Regions from separate parts of the Danio rerio genome. Here region 2 is linked to region 1. The links are chromatin contacts, called in public Hi-C maps. All regions are on one chromosome and are shown on one strand. Each heading gives the region's core, a stretch centred on a gene start, on an enhancer-like site or on the middle of the called end of the contact. The rest is flanking DNA. Distances are from core to core; before and after follow the strand shown. Region 1 holds the start of r3hdm4 (R3H domain containing 4). Region 2 holds the start of babam1 (BRISC and BRCA1 A complex member 1).

Region 1 (3,721 bases), core at 1,051-3,550:
TAGACAGATGATAAAATCTATACACATACACACACTTCAAACATAGACACATGTCTGTACATATACACACTTCAAACATATAGACACATGATATAGTCTGTACATATACACACTTCATACATATAGACACATGATATAGTCTGTACATATACACACTTCATACATATAGACACATGATATAGTCTGTACATATACACACTTCATACATATAGACACATGATATAGTCTGTACATATACACACTTCAAACATATAGACACATGATATAGTCTGTATACTTCAAACTTCAAACATATAGACACATGATATAGTCTGTACATATACACACTTCATACATATAGACACATGATATAGTCTGTACATATACACACTTCATACATATAGACACATGATATAGTCTGTACATATACACACTTCATACATATAGACACATGATATAGTCTGTACATATACACACTTCATACATATAGACACATGATATAGTCTGTACATATACACACTTCAAACATATAGACACATGATATAGTCTGTATACTTCAAACTTCAAACATATAGACACATGATATAGTCTGTACATATACACACTTCAAACATATAGACACATGATACAGTCTGTACATATACACTCTATACATATGCTTACATACCATACATATACACGTTACATTACATACATATATTCCATACATATACATTCATGTCATTGTCTGGGATTGAACCCGGGTCTCTGGTGAGAGAGGTGAATCATTAACCTCTGAGCCACTGGGAGTTGATGAGTCCATGCAACGAAAAGGACATGATACACAACATACAAACGCACCTGATACACTGTACATATGCACATGATACAATCTATACATGATACACTATACATATGCACACATTATATACTCTCTACTTATGCACTCATGATACACTCCGTAAAATTCGAGCCTCAGCTGGGTCAGTTAGCATTTCGGAGTGGAGTTTGCATGTTCGTCTGAGTTTCCTCTGGGTGCTCCGGTTTCTCCCACAAGTCCAAAGGCATGCGGTACAAGTGAAATGGGTAAGCTAAAATTGTCCGTAGTGTGTGAATGAGAGTGTATGAATGTTTCTCATTACTGGGTTGCAGCTGGAAGGGCATCTGCTTCATAAATCATATGGTGACCCCAGATTAATAAAGGAACTAAGTCAAAAAGAAAATGAATGAATGAATAATAATATTTTTTAATACTTAAAAAATGGTTACCAGGTATATAATGAGATTTTCTTTTCCTTTGACGCCATATTAATATAATATAATATAATATAATATAATATAATATAATATAATATAATATAATATAATATAATATAATATAATATAATATAATGTGTTGTCAAGTCCAGTGTCAATGAAAATAAATTATTAAAAAGATTAAGGGCTCTGGTTATAGATATTTACATTAGATGTCGCCTACCCTGTTGTTGTCTATTGAATGGAATGCGTCAATAGAGCCGCCATTTTAGTACAGGTTAGCGCTCCTTTGAAATGAATGTGGGACCAAGCTGCAGTGGAGGACTGTGGCCATGCAGAGCCAGAGAATTTCGGGAGTTTTCCTGGTGGTCATTATGCAAAATTATTTTTTAAATTACGAAAATTATAATTTGACATCACTTTTCTACATTGGTGGATAAGTTATCACACGTGCACGTTCCTGACAAAAAAAGTTTGTGTTTGTGTGTATGCTAATGTATTATCAACCCTCCCTGTTAGATCTAATCTGTGTCCTGAAACACCCCCTGTCTTCTCATTCTAACTGAGGGAGCGATTTGTTTGTGAATTAATCTCCGTTATGAACGACTCGTTCACTTTAGCTGACAACAATACAAGTTTCTGGCAGCGCAGCATCTTGTCATATTTCATTTACTTTGTTACTTTGCAAAACTAGCATAAGCTTGGTACTGAGTGTGTTATCATCAGTAATGTTGCTTGTTTAGCACATATGTTTATAACATACAAAAACAAAATCTTATCTATGAAATGTTCTGCCTCTGTGCTTTGTTTTCTTTGTTTGCTCGTTACTACACCCGTACACAGCGCTAAAAATCCAGCATCTTCACGTTGTCACTCTTGACAAGCGCGGTTGAATGACATTTGTGCCGGGAGCACTGTACAAATGTGGCGGCGCTGTGGACGCATGCTCAGGGTCCGTATGCGATATCTAGTGTATATATCTATAGGCTCCTTTATGGACTCTGGTAAGGTGGAAGTGTTTGAAGGATATTTATTGGCTGAATAAGTTGTCATGGTTGCATGGTCCCACAGACTCCACCCACACTCTCTGTCACTAGCTTTTAGCCATCTCGGCTAGCTGTTCCGTTCTGGCCATTTTCTAATTGTTTTGTTTGTGTCTGTGGTGCTTCTTTGAGAGAAGACTGTGCGATGGTTGTGTTGAATAGCAATAACAATGAGGAACAGGATATAATGTAAGTGTATTTTTTTAGCATGTAGCTTGTAGCCGATAGCTAATTATTTTATTTGGTTCACGACATACACGTCAGTTGTTTTTGTTAGCCGGCTAAGCTCATAAGCGTAACTAAATGCACGCCGTATAACGTCACATATGTCTATAGCATCTTTATCATCCACTGTTTTATATAAATGATGTAATGATAATAAGAGTTTTAAGGTGTTTTTATTGTAAATGATATATAAATTATTATTCAGCACATTAGCCGATTGTCTTATCTATCTATCTATCTATCTATCTATCTATCTATCTATCTATCTATCTATCTATCTATATATATATATATATATATATATATATATATATATATATATATATATATATATATATACATACACTTTATTTTCTGTCTCTAGTTATTTGTTTATTGTTAATATTTCCTATAATTTTGATTTTGGCTGCTGGTTTCTCTTTCGGTGAGCAAGGAAGGGTTCTTCCCAACAAATACTATTAAAATAGATAGATAGAAGAACAAACCTGTAAGATGCCTAGAATGTACATATGTTTTTGCAGAGATAAGCTGTGACCTATTTCCATGAAGCATCTGGCCTGTGGCTAGAGCTATAAATAAAAACACTCCAGTGGGTCTTCACAGAAGAATCTGTAGTTTCACTACAACACTGAAAGACATTTAAGTCCACTGACACAATTAATGAATCCACCCAAACCTGGTTTACACATATGCATGTATAATTGTATTTGAGACCAATATATCATTAACCACATATTTTTTTAACTTACCTAATTGGATTAGTGATTAATGCATAAACTGTTTGAGTAAGCAATTTTATTAAATGATTTTGAAGAGATTTTTGTTATTTTTTTTATTGCAGCCTAAATGAGCCACGATGCTCATCTCTTCCCAGCTCCCCCGCTAAACGTGTTTCTCCGGCCAAAAAAAAGCAGTTCTTTATTAATCAGGCTATTCGTAACTCGGACCTTATTCCCAGAGCCAAGGGCAAGAAGAGTCAAAGACGACAGGAAAACAGTGAGTCTTGTTTTTTTATTTTTGGGGACTTCACTATGTCATTAATGTTTATTTTATTTATTAATTACTCCACAGCATGTGTTTACCCAAATAAAAATGATGTGATCATTTGCTCACTTTATTACATTTTCATATACAACCTATTGAACACATTAGTAGGCCTGTCATAATAATCCGTATATCGACATATCGTCTAATACTTGATGACCTCAATCATTTCTGATATATATCATAATAACATA
Region 2 (3,830 bases), core at 845-3,344, 350 kb after region 1:
GATTTTTATGTGTCTGATAGGACATCTGTCAAGATATACTCAAGATTGTGTCTCGAGTTTAAACATTTAGATATTGTTTCAATTTCAGGCTGGATTTCAAAAAGTTTACTTTTTGAGCACTGATCCCATTCTGCTTGCCATTTGTTAAAAATATACAGCTGAAGCCAGAATTATTAAACCCCCTGAATTATTCAATTATTTCCCAATTTCTGTTTTTTCAGCACATTTCTAAACATATAGTTTTCACTTGCAATAACTCATTTCGGGGTTCATAGACATTTTTACTACTAAAATTCCATGACTTTTCCAAGACTTTCAAGTCAATTTTTATGACCTAATGTTTCATGCAATGTGTACATATGAATGGTAAAAAAATAATGCTTGTTCATCCATTAATTTTCTTTTTGGCTTAGTCCCTTTATTAGTCCCCCGCCAACTTATTCAGCACATGATTTAAGCAGCGGATGCCCTTGCAGCTGCAACCCATCTTTAAGTAACATCCATACACACTCATTCAAACTCATACACACTGGGGGAAACCGGAGCACCCGGAGGAAACCCACACGAACACAGGGAGAACATGCAAACTCCACACAGAAACACCAACTGACACAGCTGAGGCTCGAATCAGCGACCTTCTTGCTGTGAGACAACAGCACTACCTACTGTGCCTCTGCGTCGCCGATGCATGTTCAAATCGCAACAATCTATTTAGTTTTAATTAATATTTATATCTATTTAAAATTGATTTAGACAACGCAAGTATACAGATATCTGTTTTCCATGACTTTTCCAAAACTTTGTGGGTGTTTCTGCTTTTTCAAAACTTTTCCAAGCCTGAAAAATGTCATGTCCAACTTCCATGACTTTTCCATGACCCTTTGAACAGTGTGATTTATTTTATCTTTGCCATGATGACGGTAAATAATATTTGACTAGATTTTTTTCAAGACTCTTCTATACAGTTTAAAGTGACATTTAAAGGCTTAACTAGGGTAAATAGGTCAACTAGGCAGGTTAGGGTAATTAGGTAAGCTATTGTATTGTATAACGATTCTTTGTTCTGCAGACTATCCAAAAATATATAGCTTAAAGGGGGCTAATAATTGTGACCTTAAAATGGATTTTAAAAAAATGTGTACTGCTTTTATTCTAGCCAAAATAAAAAAATAACACTTTCTTCAAAAGAAAAAATATTATCAGACATACTGTGAAAATTTCTTTGCTCTATTAAACATGATTTAGAAAATATGAAACAAAAATATTAATAAAAAGCAAAGGGGGGATAATATTTCTGATTTCAACTGTAGCCTTTTATTAGTGGCTTTAAATCTGAAGGTGGGATTTTGCACCCCTTTATCTTCCTTGTTAGGGCTGTTTCCATCTTAACAATGACAGCAACACAACAAATCAGGAAAAACAACAGTAACATGCACAGAAACATCTGTACAGAACACTACTGATATTGAGGCAAAGTTGGTCTTAGTTCAGTGACAACTTGTGACATACAATAACATGCAGGTATGACTTGAAAGCAACTTTAGCACGTTATTTATTTGACTGTGAACAATGTTGTGCTTTGATAGTCATTTGCTGCTGATATGATTTCACTATTTATAATTGCCAGCGAATACTTTTATGAAATTATATTATTATGGAGAACGTCTGAATGTGTAAATATAAAAGCAACTTTACCTCAATTACACTGATCCCTTTCTACAGAAGACGGAATGAGGAGGATGACAGCAAACATTCTAAACGGTTTAAAAAAACACATATTGAATTAGCATTATAACATGGCCATAAAAGGACTGTGTTAAAATACAAAGCTGAAGTGGCATTTTACGAAATAACGTTACATCTGTATAAAACATCAACAGCAGTGAATCAACACTCGTGATTTTTCAAGACATGTATTTAACGCAGGTTAACGATTATAGACCTTTACAGGGAGCAGAAATCAAAACTGTGAAACGACATATAACAATAACTTACCAAACATTAAATGAAAACGAATTTAGTAGTAAAATAATCAAATGCTGTTTTCACAATATTATTCCTCAACACTTCCTTGTTCGATTGTTCGAACCGAGCTGACTGTTAAAGAGTGTTTCGGTCATCAGCGCCTCTTGTGGACTGGAGATTTAGAGGTTTCACGTGCAAGGTAATGATGTAATAATAATGTAATATATAATGGTGTGATTGCATATTACGTTCATTCATTCATTTTCTTTTCAACTTAGTCCCTTTATTAATCCGTAGGAATTAACCGACAACTTATCCAGTATATGTTTTACGCAGCACTCTAAAAAATGTTGAGTTATTTATTTAACCCAATGGTTGAGTTAAACATATTTGGTGCATTGTTGTAGTATTTTTAACCTGTAGGTTATTAATTAATAACTCAACCAGCTGAGTTAAATATTTGGTGCTTTGATGGGTTATTTTTAACCTGTAGGTTATTTATTAATAACTCAACCAGCTGAGTTAAATATTTGGTACTTTGTTATGTTATTTCTAACCTTTATTTGCTTATTTATTTAATAACTCAACCAGTTGGGTTAAAAATGTTAAAATTAAATGTAAAAATTTCAACAGTCAACTGATTTAACTGACACAAAACAGCTGTATTATTATGCGTAACATTGTTTTTGAGTTATAAAGTTTATTTCAGCTGTAACCAGGCCCGGATTAAGAACTCAGGGCCTGGGCACATTATCTTGTAAGGCCCCTACCTGGCCACACCACTATAGCTTAATTAAAGAAATAAGAATAATATAATAATTTTAAATAAAATGAATCTATAATTTGTTGCCCAAATATTTAAATAAATGATATAAACATTTTTAGTCTACAAAGATTTAACTTATTTTTCAAATCACTGAAAAAAAATACTAATAAAACTAGTGAAAATTAATGTCTTTTAGTATACTTGTTCAAGTTCACTGACACAGTACAACATTATATATATTATTTACTGTAATCATGGCAAAGATAAAATAAATCAGTTATTAGAAATGAGTTTAAAACTATTATGTTTAGAAATGTGTTTAAAAAAATCTGTTCTTCGTTACACAGAAATTAGGGAAAAAATAATAGGGGTGCTAATAATTCAGGGGGGCTAATAATTCTGACTTTAACTGTATATGCACAAATATAATATTGTATAGCTTTCTATTAAAATATGAACCTAAAAGATAGATTTGTGAGGGGTGTACTACTATATATGCTGAGCACTGTATCTGTCAACATCTAAAGAAATGTGTTTTTGGGTTTAATTATCCTTTAAAATATATAATAAATTCACATTTAATAAAACATTTAACTTCAGTTTTTTTGAGCTCAGAAACAAACAAACAAACAAACAAACAAACAAACAAACAAACAAACAAACAAACAAACAAACAAACAAACAAACCAACCAACACCAACAAACAAACAAACAAACAAACAAACAAACAAACAAACAAACAAACAAACAAACAAAGGGTCTTTTAAATTTAGAAATGACGATTTCTGTTTGAGGGACTCGCCCCAACACTTCCCCATCATTTGTCCAGCTCTCCCCTGATTGGTTGGCGAGCCAAATCAAAGGTAACCATGGGTCAACTTTGGCCCGCGGGCTCTATATTGGGGATCTCTGCACTGGAGGAAGAGTAAAAAGTGGGTAAATCTTTATTTTGGGTGACATATCGCTTAATGTTAATAATAGAAACACCACATGTGTGTGTACCTGTGAGCGGGTCTGCAGCTGGATATGTCTCCCACCACCCCCTGCAGTGCTGAAGCTGATCTCCGGTGGAGTAGCAATGGAGTTTATTTTTCGCTAC

The links. A called contact is a pair of places that touch in the nucleus more often than the background predicts.
Region 2: a Hi-C map of an unstated tissue shows a contact between it and region 1, with 4 times the contacts expected there. The contact joins the promoter of babam1 here to the promoter of r3hdm4 in region 1. A contact is called at or near these places in 1 of 18 Hi-C or Micro-C datasets (an unstated tissue) and 1 of 4 datasets of contacts at active chromatin or transcription factors (embryo).

The regions. Positions count from the first base shown.
Region 1 is chr11:5,846,892-5,850,612 of GRCz12tu, forward strand. r3hdm4 (R3H domain containing 4) reads left to right here and starts at 2,301. Exons shown (of 8, transcript NM_001080647.1): 1 at 2,301-2,447; 2 at 3,325-3,479. The coding sequence starts at 2,404.
Region 2 is chr11:6,193,567-6,197,396 of GRCz12tu, forward strand. It overlaps babam1 (BRISC and BRCA1 A complex member 1), which reads right to left and starts at 2,095. Exons shown (of 10, transcript NM_001003752.2): 1 at 1,996-2,095; 2 at 1,696-1,754. The region is part of intron 1 of LOC141376513; the gene reads left to right.